Regions from separate parts of the Canis lupus genome. Here region 2 is linked to region 1. The links are chromatin contacts, called in public Hi-C maps. All regions are on one chromosome and are shown on one strand. The core of a region is the stretch at or near the end of the contact, and the rest is flanking DNA. Distances in the headings are between cores, read along the strand shown. Region 1 has its middle 16 kb from the start of LEO1. Region 2 has its middle 52 kb from the start of MAPK6.

Region 1 (4,531 bases), core at 882-3,381:
CAGTCCTCAGAAGGTCAGTGATAGCCTAACATATATCACAAAGCCTACGTCATTCACTTCACTCCAACTCATCACGTAGGCATTGTATCATCAAACATCATCACCAGAAGAAGAATGAGTCCAAAATAAGATATTTTCAGAGACCATATTCACATAATTTTTATTACAGTACATTGTTATAATTGTCCTATTTTTTCGTACTAACATTTTTTATTGTTGTCAGAAGAGTGAAAGTTGTATTAGAAGCTCCACAATCACACAAAATTCTATGTTAATGAACATGAACAGATCAGAAACCAAAACAGCAAAATGAGTAAATGAACTAAAGATTACAAATAGTCATCCTGCAGGAAAAAAATTATTGTGATAAATAATGAAAGAGCACAAAACAAAACTTCATATTTGAATTCTATGAAGTCACTAGTAATGCTAGTTATTAGTTTTTTTTGTTAATCTCTTACTGTGCCTAATTTATAAGTTAAGCTTTATCATATATATGTACAGGAAAAATAGTGTATATATAGCATTCACTGGAGCAGATAATGAGGAAACTAGAGTATTTCATTCTTTCCTATGTGTTCTACATTTTCTATAATAAGCATGTATTAGTTTTAGACTAAGTGAGGAAAAATCTTTCTTTAGGAAGTACATTCTTTATTCAACTATATTGTTCCTACTACTTTGCTATCCAGGATCCTATGAACATAGAAGTCTTTGGATTCTGAAGAATGAGTAAATCTTGGACTCTTCCACTAACAATAAATGACAATTGTTGTTATTGTCACAATCCACAGTGGGCCTCAAATAATTTTTTATAGAAGCTCTAACTTTTTTGTAGCTGCAAAAGTTTTTTGAATGACTGGGTGGCTCAGTTGGTTGAGCATCTGACTCTTGATTTCTGCTCAAGTCATGATCTCAGGGTTGTGGGATCAAGTCCTAAGCTGGGCTCTGTGCTGGGCATGAAACCTGCTTAAGATTCTCTCTCTCCCTCCTTCTCTGCCCCTCTTCTCTTAAACAAACAAACAAAAAAGTTATTTGAATTGTAAAGCTAATTACCTCATGGAATGGTTTTCCAGCTACCAGGAAAAGACAGAAATATACATCTCATAATAAAATGTAAGCTGTTACTGCTGGGGATTTACCCCAAAGATACAGATGCAATGAAACGCCGGGACACCTGCACCCCGATGTTTATAGCAGCAATGTCCACAATAGCCAAACTGTGGAAGGAGCCTCAGTGTCCATCGAAAGATGAATGGATAAAGAAGATGTGGTCTATGTATACAATGGAATATTACTCAGCCATTAGAAACAACAAATACCCACCATTTGCTTCAACGTGGATGGAACTGGAGGGTATTATGCTGAGTGAAATAAGTCAATCGGAGAAGGGCAAACATTATATGGTCTCATTTATTTGGGGAATATAAAAAATAGTGAAAGGGAATAAAGGGGAAAGGAGAAAAAATGAGTGGGAAATATCAGAAAGGGAGACAGAACATGAGAGACTCCTAACTGTGGGAAACGAACTAGGAGTGGTGGAAGGAGGGGAGGATGGGGGTGAATGGGTGACGGGCACTGAGGGAGGCACTTGATGGGATGAGCACTGGGTATTATTCTATATGTTGGCAAATTGAACACCAATAAAAAATAAATTTATAAAACACAAAACAAAACAACAACAAAATGTAAGCTGTTTTCCAAAATGATAGCCCTTTTCCCAAATCTCTTTCCTCTCAGCATCATTAATCTAACTCACTTTTATAAGATTCAAGTATCATCTCCAAAGCACTAGTCAGTGATTGTTCCCTATGCAAATGAGAGTTTGCACAGCAAATATGAGCTTGGAAAATGTTCCCGTGCACTTCCTATGAAAATTTGCACTTATGTCAAGAAAAAAAAAAAAAAAAAGAACAGAAGAAAAGTAATGAGTCAGATAATGAAGCACTTCTCAGGACTGAAGCAAAGGTTGTCCTTTTGAAATATTTCCTCTTGAATCTAAGGTTAGGTTTAGAGAGTGGCTTCCTTGAATAGGTAGGATTTAGGTTTCTCCCTGAAGCTTCAGGGTTACCAGGGAGCTATGTCCTTGAAAGACCTGTGCAGCGAGTACATGAGGTTGGTGCACTCGACACTAGAAGAGCCAGAACAACAACTACTGATTGGGGGAAGGAATTAGAAGGAACAAAGAAAGGACACAGAGAGGGGAGGCGGGGCGCTGTGCTGGTGGGTGTTAGCAGAGGAAGCCAAGGAAGTAAAGTGATATGCAGCAAGGATAGCAAAGAAGCAAAATGAGAAGCATAAGGAAGGAAAGAAAAGAAGAAATAGATTAAAGAGACAAAGGGAAAGAGGAACCATCCACAAGAAAGGGCATGGAAAAAAAACCCCACTCTTTTTTAAAGAACATAATAAAATAGTACTAAAGTGGAGGACTATTGAAACAAAAGTAAGAAGGCATTCTCAGCATTATAACATTATAAACAAATAGAAAGACAAGTTAGGCTTACAACCTGCCCTGCCAACCAATATTTTCACAAATCAAAAGGAACCACTGGAACAGATTCAGCTCAAACCTAAAACAGAACTGAAAATGTCACTTTCCAGTAAAGCTACTCTGATAAAAATCTCACTAGATTTCCTTATTCAATTGGTTGTTTTAGAATCAGGTGAGAACACAGCACAAGTGCAGAGATACCATCTCACTGCAGGGTGGGAACTCCTGGCATGCGGGCTGTATCTGGCCCTGGGCATATTTTATCTAATCCACAGAAGGATTACCAAAAGGAGATACACTGTATTTCACATTTGCAATTGCAAAAAGAATTCCGGTATTAAAACCTTTAGTGGTGGGACGTCTGGGTGGTTCAGTGGTGAGCGTCTGCCCTAGGCTCAGGGTGTGATCCTGGGGTCCTGGGATTGAGTCCGGCATCGGACTCCCCTAAAGGAGCCTGCTTCTGTCTCTGCCTCTTTATGTGTGTCTCTTATGAGTAAATAAATAAAATCTTAAAAAAAAAAAAAAAAAAGGAAGTAAAAGTAAAACCTTTAGTGGTAATATGGCAAAAGGCCACAAGATGGTGATGGTATACCCTGGAGAGACCTTATTCATCAGCAAAATTCATCAGCACGCGCACGCGCGTGCACACACAGGCACTCACACACCTTTATTAGCTCTTCCTTAATGAAGAATTGGCCAAGGAAATGACAGTGGCATGAAGGAGAGAAGAGATTTGGAAAACACTAACTTCAGATAACAATAAAAACATTTCCTGTAATAAAACTTACTTATATCTTTGGTTTCTCTTCTTTTCCCAATTAAAAAAAACAAAAACAAAAACAAAAGCAGTACTCTTAAGACTGGTAGACACCAAGAAAATTCTTTCTGTATCTGATTATTATGTATCTACTGATAAAGTAATACATTAGAATAAAGCAACTATTATCTTTCTTGGAAAATTTCAATTTCTTCCTTGGGCTCTGTAAGATGAAATTTTCCTAGACTCCAGTAAAGATTTTATTTCCTTGGCTGCAATTTATTTTCTTACTCATCAAGGAAATGACAGAGTTAATCCCATAAATGGGTGTGACATTTTTGATTAACAATGATTCACATTGATGTATGCATACCTTTAATTTTCCAACTTGCAAACACACATGTACATACTTTTTATCTGCCATTTAAAACAGAAACAAAATTTGGAAGGGGAATAGGATAGAATCCTGGGTCTAAGTGCTAAAGAAGAAACTAAAAGGAAAATAGCATAAAGGTTATTTGAGGGCCACAAGACTTTATTTCCAAAGACAATCGTAGTCATTAGAAAATTTTTTTTTATTATTTAGCAGCAAGTTGATTCTTAAAAACAACTCTTAAGTTCCAAATACTGACCTGAATCTGATAATATGTATCAAAATGTTGTAAACATATTCTTACCTTTGACTCTGTAATTCCATATCAAAAGCTTTATCTTGGGAAAATAAGATATTTGCATGAAGATGTATAGGGTATTTATTATAGCATTATTTATAGAAATGAGAAATATTAGGGACACCTGGGTGGCTCAGCAGTTGAGCGTCTGCCTTGGCTCAGGGCGTGGTCCCGTCCCGGGTCCAGGGATCAAGTCCTATATCGGATTTCCTGTGAAAAGCCTGCTTCTCCCTCTATGTCTCTGCCTTTCTCTGTATGTCTCTCGTGATAGATAAGTAAAATCTTTTTTTTTTTTTTTTATTTATGACAGTCACACAGAGAGAGAGAGAGGCAGAGATACAGGCAGAGGGAGAAGCAGGCTCCATGCACCCGGAGCCCGACGTGGGATTCGATCCCGGGTCTCCAGGATCGTGCCCCGGGCCAAAGGCAGGCGCCAAACCGCTGCGCCACCCAGGGATCCCGATAAGTAAAATCTTAAAAAAAAAATCAGAAATATTAGAAACACCATAGCAGGGAATAGATCAAATAAATTAGCAAACATTCACAAACTGAAATCCTATCCAACCATTTAAATTACATTTTTCAGGGCATGGTCATATACTGGTGATGGTA
Region 2 (4,750 bases), core at 239-2,738, 83 kb after region 1:
CATGTGTCCTTCCCAACAAGCTCAAGTACCATCTCATCCAGGAAGCCCTCCCTGAGCCCCAGATTGGGCTGGGTGGCCCTCTTCTCTTTTCCCATCCCATCATGTACTGGGATGAGTCAGGTACATTTCTTGGGCATTATGTCTACTTTCGTTCCCATCTTCTGGCCAGTGCCTGCAGCACTATGTTCCCGAACATGTAGGGAAGCAAGCCTTGGATGATGGAAGTGAGGGCTCATCCAGCCAAGATCAGATAAGTAAACACCTGCAGGCCAAATTGGCAGGCACAACAGAGTGACTGCGTCAGCGCCTTGAGCTATGGACAGTCTCTTTGCTCTTTGGTTTCATGTAGGTCAGGTTTGCTAAGAGACTGGGGGCCAGGGGTACAATTTCTGATAACCGGGGGTCATTAGGTTGCAAAATCTCCAGCACCATCCAGGTCAATGGCTTTTTGCAGTGTTACTTGTGCCTCTACCTCTCTTGCCCTCTCCACCTGCCTTTCCCTGCTCTATGCGCCTATCTTTCCAGCGTGGGAGAGCATCCCGTTGATTCACATTTGCTTCTGCATTGATCGACCTCTGCTGGATCTTCTCTTGCTCTACAGACCTCCTTTTTCTCCCCCAGCGGTCCCACTGGGAAAAAGGAACTGAGTTAGTTCTCTTGGGTTTGTTGTTAGAAGGTGGAGGAGGGGGGACGCCTGGGTGGCTCAGTGGTCAAGCATTGCCTTCGGCCCAGGGCGTGATCCTGGGGTCCCAGGATCGAGTCCCAAATTGGGCTCCCTGCATGGAGCCTGCTTCTCCCTCTGCCTGTGTCTCTGCCTCTCTGTCTCTCTCTGTGTGACTATCATGAATAAATAAATAAAATCTTTAAAAAAAAAAAAGAGAGAGAGAGAGAGAGGCAGAGACACTGGCAGAGGGAGAAGCAGGCTCCATGCACCGGGAGCCCGACGTGGGATTCGATCCCGGGTCTCCAGGATCGTGCCCCGGGCCAAAGGCAGGCGCCAAACCGCTGCGCCACCTAGGGATCCCTCTCTCTCTCTCTTTGTGTCTCTCATGAATAAATAAATAAATACAAATCTTAAAAAAAAAAGTTGCAGGAGGGACAGTAGACGCATCCTGGACTGAGGAGACACCTGGAGACTGAAAAACAATACAAGCCACTCTATACCATTTACACCCAGTTTTATTCAGCGTGACTTACTGACAGGGGCAGGTGCACAGCCCAGGACACGATGCAGCCCTTCTTCCCCTCGCCCCCAACCGCTCCCCCCAATGGACCCTAATCCCCAGCTTTTATGCAGTGAGGGATATGGTAGTGTGGTTATCCATAAGTGGCACCATCTGGGCGCCAGCCACCTCTAGGAGTTATCTAAAGTGGAGCCTTCTGTGCACCACTTCAGGGAAGGGCAGAACAAGCCCCCCCGTCGTTGGGATCAGGTATGTCATCGCGTGGGTATGAATACGATGGAGAGAGAACGAGGGAATCAGGTCAGTGAGGTCCTACATTTGGTTATTCACTCCCGAGGGCAAGGAACATGCTCTTCCCACTTGTACTGGCTGAGGCCAAGTCTTGCTAAACTGTATGTACTAACTGTTTTCGGGGGAAATGGACTTTGACATTATTACTGACCCAGGAGCCAGGCCTTCGAGTGCCAAGGGCTTTTGAGCCACGCTGGGCATGGTTCCGAGGTGTGGACGTGGAAATAGGTAAGATTGATGCTTTACACACGGCTCCCTTCAAATCCGACTCCAAACTCGGGTCTCCACCCGCTCCTTACCCGAAAGCCAGGCGCCCTCTTGTGGAGGAACGCTGTCTCCTCGGAAAGGTCAGACACCAGACCACCTTTAAACTACACCTTGCCCTCTTCTGGAAACCCTTCCTGGGTAGGGAATGGGTAGATGAACTGCACTTTTTATTTTTAATTTAATTTAATTCATTCACTCATTCATTCATTCATAAGAGACAGAGAGAAGCAGAGACACAGGCAGGGGGAGAAGCATGGAGGCCTGATGCAGGACTCAATCCCAGGACCCTAGGATCACCACCTGAGCCGAAGGCAGAGGCTCAACTGCTGAGCCATCCAGGCGTCTGGAACTGCGCTTTTTAAGACATGTAACATCATATATAGTTTCATTCCTGATAATGAAACTGGGCCTACTCATATTAGCAAATACAGCAAACTATAAACAATATAATAAAAGATCACCACAATCCTATCTTCCACAGATAGCCACTATTGATATTTTGGTGTTTGTTTGTTTTAATATATGAGCTATGTAAAGAATCAACCTAAGGATAAATATAGGCGCACCTGGGTGGCTCAGTCAGTTAAGCGTCCAACTCTTGGTTTCTGCTCAGGTCACGATCCGAGGTCCTGGGATAGAGCCCCCACAAGGGTTCTGTGCTCAGCAGGGAGTCTGCTTACTCTCTCTCTCACTCTCTCTCCCCCTCTGCCCCACCCCCCTACTCGTGCACTCTCTCTTGCTCTGAAATAAATAAATGAACCTTAAAAAATATATATATATAATATGGGTATTAAAATATACATTTAAAAAAAATAAAATATACATTTAACAGGTGAGGACATAGGTCTCTTTTGTACATAGATGTACTCCTCTTGATACCAGTGTGGCTAAACTCTATACCTTCAAGTCTTTGTGTCCCTCTTACCCTGCTCTTATTTTGTTTCCTTCAACACAGCACCTTTAACCTTTTATTGTTTATTGTCTCCCTCACACCCTCAGTGTGAACTCCAAGAAGACAGGATCGTTTCAGTTTTGCTCAATGATGTATCCCAAGTGCCTAAAGCAGTACCCCGTACATAGTAGGTGCTTCATAAATCTTTGTGGAAAGTGCCTCAAGATTATATCCTCTATTTTTTATTACTGAAAATTAGTTGTAAATGTACATAATAAACAAAAATGTATCCTGTTCCATTTTATAGCTATTTCATCATTTATTTAATCATTCCCCTGCTATAAGTCATTTAGGCTGATATAATTTTCTATCATGATAAACAATATTTCAATAGACCTCTTTGTACTCAAATATCTTTTGCTATTTCTTATTATTTTCTTAGAATACCTTCCTAGAAGGTTAATTTCTGAATTATAAGGTGGTAAGATTTAAAGCTTTCCTGATGACAATACCAAGTTGTTTTCCACGATGCTTATATCAAATTATGCTGGTGTTGGATAGATCCTCTTCTTAATCTCGGCTAACTTCCAAGCAAAGAAAATTTATATCTCATTTTAATGCATATCTCTGATTTCTAAAGAAGTCATCAAAATTGTCACAGGTATTATCCATTTGATTTTTTTCCCTCCCCTTGAAATGTCAATTTATGTATTTAGGGGGATTTGTTTTCCTATTGAACTATGTGAGAGCTTTGTGTTTAATACTGATAATAATGTCTGTGTCTTTAGGTAGTACCCTGTGTTATATTTGTCACTTCTATTTTGCCCAGATTATTGTTTCACTTCAAATTTAATTATGGCTTTAAAAAAAAACCCTAGGAGTTAAAAGTCTTTTTGTGCTTTGATCCATCAGTATCTTTCTTTGGTACGTAATGTGCTGCTTTGGTGCTTTGGAAGTTGTTCTAAATGCAGAGAAAGTTCTTTTGTGGCCCAGTTTTTTAATTCTTAAATTGATCATGATATATCACGTGGTATAAGGTGGCTACCTCAGCCAGTTTATTCCCCCCAAATGATTGGGGGGGATTCCAATAATATTTATTAAAGGAATAATATCTTTTTTTGATAGATTTTTAAATTATTTCATTATAATATATAAAGTACGTAAGTATATTAGGATTTATTCTTGGGATAGCTATCAATTTGCTAGTTTGTTATGACCTTAGTACTATACTGTGTTGATTATTGTAGCATTATAATACTTTTAATCTTGTTTTTTTTTTTTTTTCAAATTTCTCATCTTTCAAGAACATTTTTATCTACTCTCCATTTCCCAAAATTTTAATGAACCAAGGAGGTGATTCAATGCAATTACTTCTGAACATGTTCAGGCTTGATGACACTTCCCATCTGCGCTGCATTGTGCAGATTACATGTAGCTCAGGGCTACGGTCATTGACTTTATTCTCTCCCTTTTAAAGATAAGCAAGCAAAGGTGAAGAAGTGTCAGGTGGTAGCTCTGGAGAGTCCTTCTGGAGCTCTTGGAGACTAAATGGTGGGTGGGTGGGCAGGTGGGACGTCTGCCTTTCTAAGCCCTTGGTGTGCCTCTGGTTGCAGGAGGGGTGGTGAGTTTGGACACACCCACATGGATTTCCTGAGTTAAATCCTCAACTGGGTCAGTTCCCTTCATCTTCTCTCGTTTTCACAGAGATTTGGGTAGGACTCCCAAACACATTTGCAAAACTTGGGAATAAATCAGAACATTTCACATAAAAATGTAGATTTCCAACTTTTCTGGAAAAGAACAAGAGAAGCTGGAGGCGTTCACCTGGCAAAAATCGGGGGGAACTGCTGCCCCTTTCAGATAATTTATGTGTTCCCTGGATCACTTATTTCTTTTCTCGCCTGGCCTTCCAGGCATTTGAGGGGACAATCCCAGAGTCTTGGGGACCAGGAACAGAGCTACAGGTCTGTCCCTCCTTCACTGACTCCCTCAGCTTGAATAAGGGAATGTGCATCTAGTAGAGAAATATTGTGCGAGGTTGTCACGTCACTTGCTCTCCTTCCCAGGTGATGCTCCTTCTGGTTTTCTAGTGTCCTACTCTCGCCTTTGCTCTCTG

What was found. A called contact is a pair of places that touch in the nucleus more often than the background predicts.
Region 2: a contact with region 1 is called in a Hi-C map of liver, with 4 times the contacts expected there. The contact joins two enhancer-like sites. A contact is called at or near these places in 4 of 9 Hi-C or Micro-C datasets (amygdala, blood and liver).

The regions. Positions count from the first base shown.
Region 1 is chr30:17,957,945-17,962,475 of UU_Cfam_GSD_1.0, forward strand. No RefSeq gene overlaps it. Among named protein-coding and RNA genes, the nearest start is that of LEO1, 16 kb to the left of the region's middle. Within about 2 kb of position 2,132, at least 8 of the 20 cell types and tissues checked have an H3K27ac peak or open chromatin away from gene starts, as enhancers often do. A contact at or near this core is called in liver, where this site is marked.
Region 2 is chr30:18,041,728-18,046,477 of UU_Cfam_GSD_1.0, forward strand. No RefSeq gene overlaps it. Among named protein-coding and RNA genes, the nearest start is that of MAPK6, 52 kb to the left of the region's middle. Within about 2 kb of position 1,489, at least 3 of the 20 cell types and tissues checked have an H3K27ac peak or open chromatin away from gene starts, as enhancers often do. A contact at or near this core is called in liver, where this site is marked.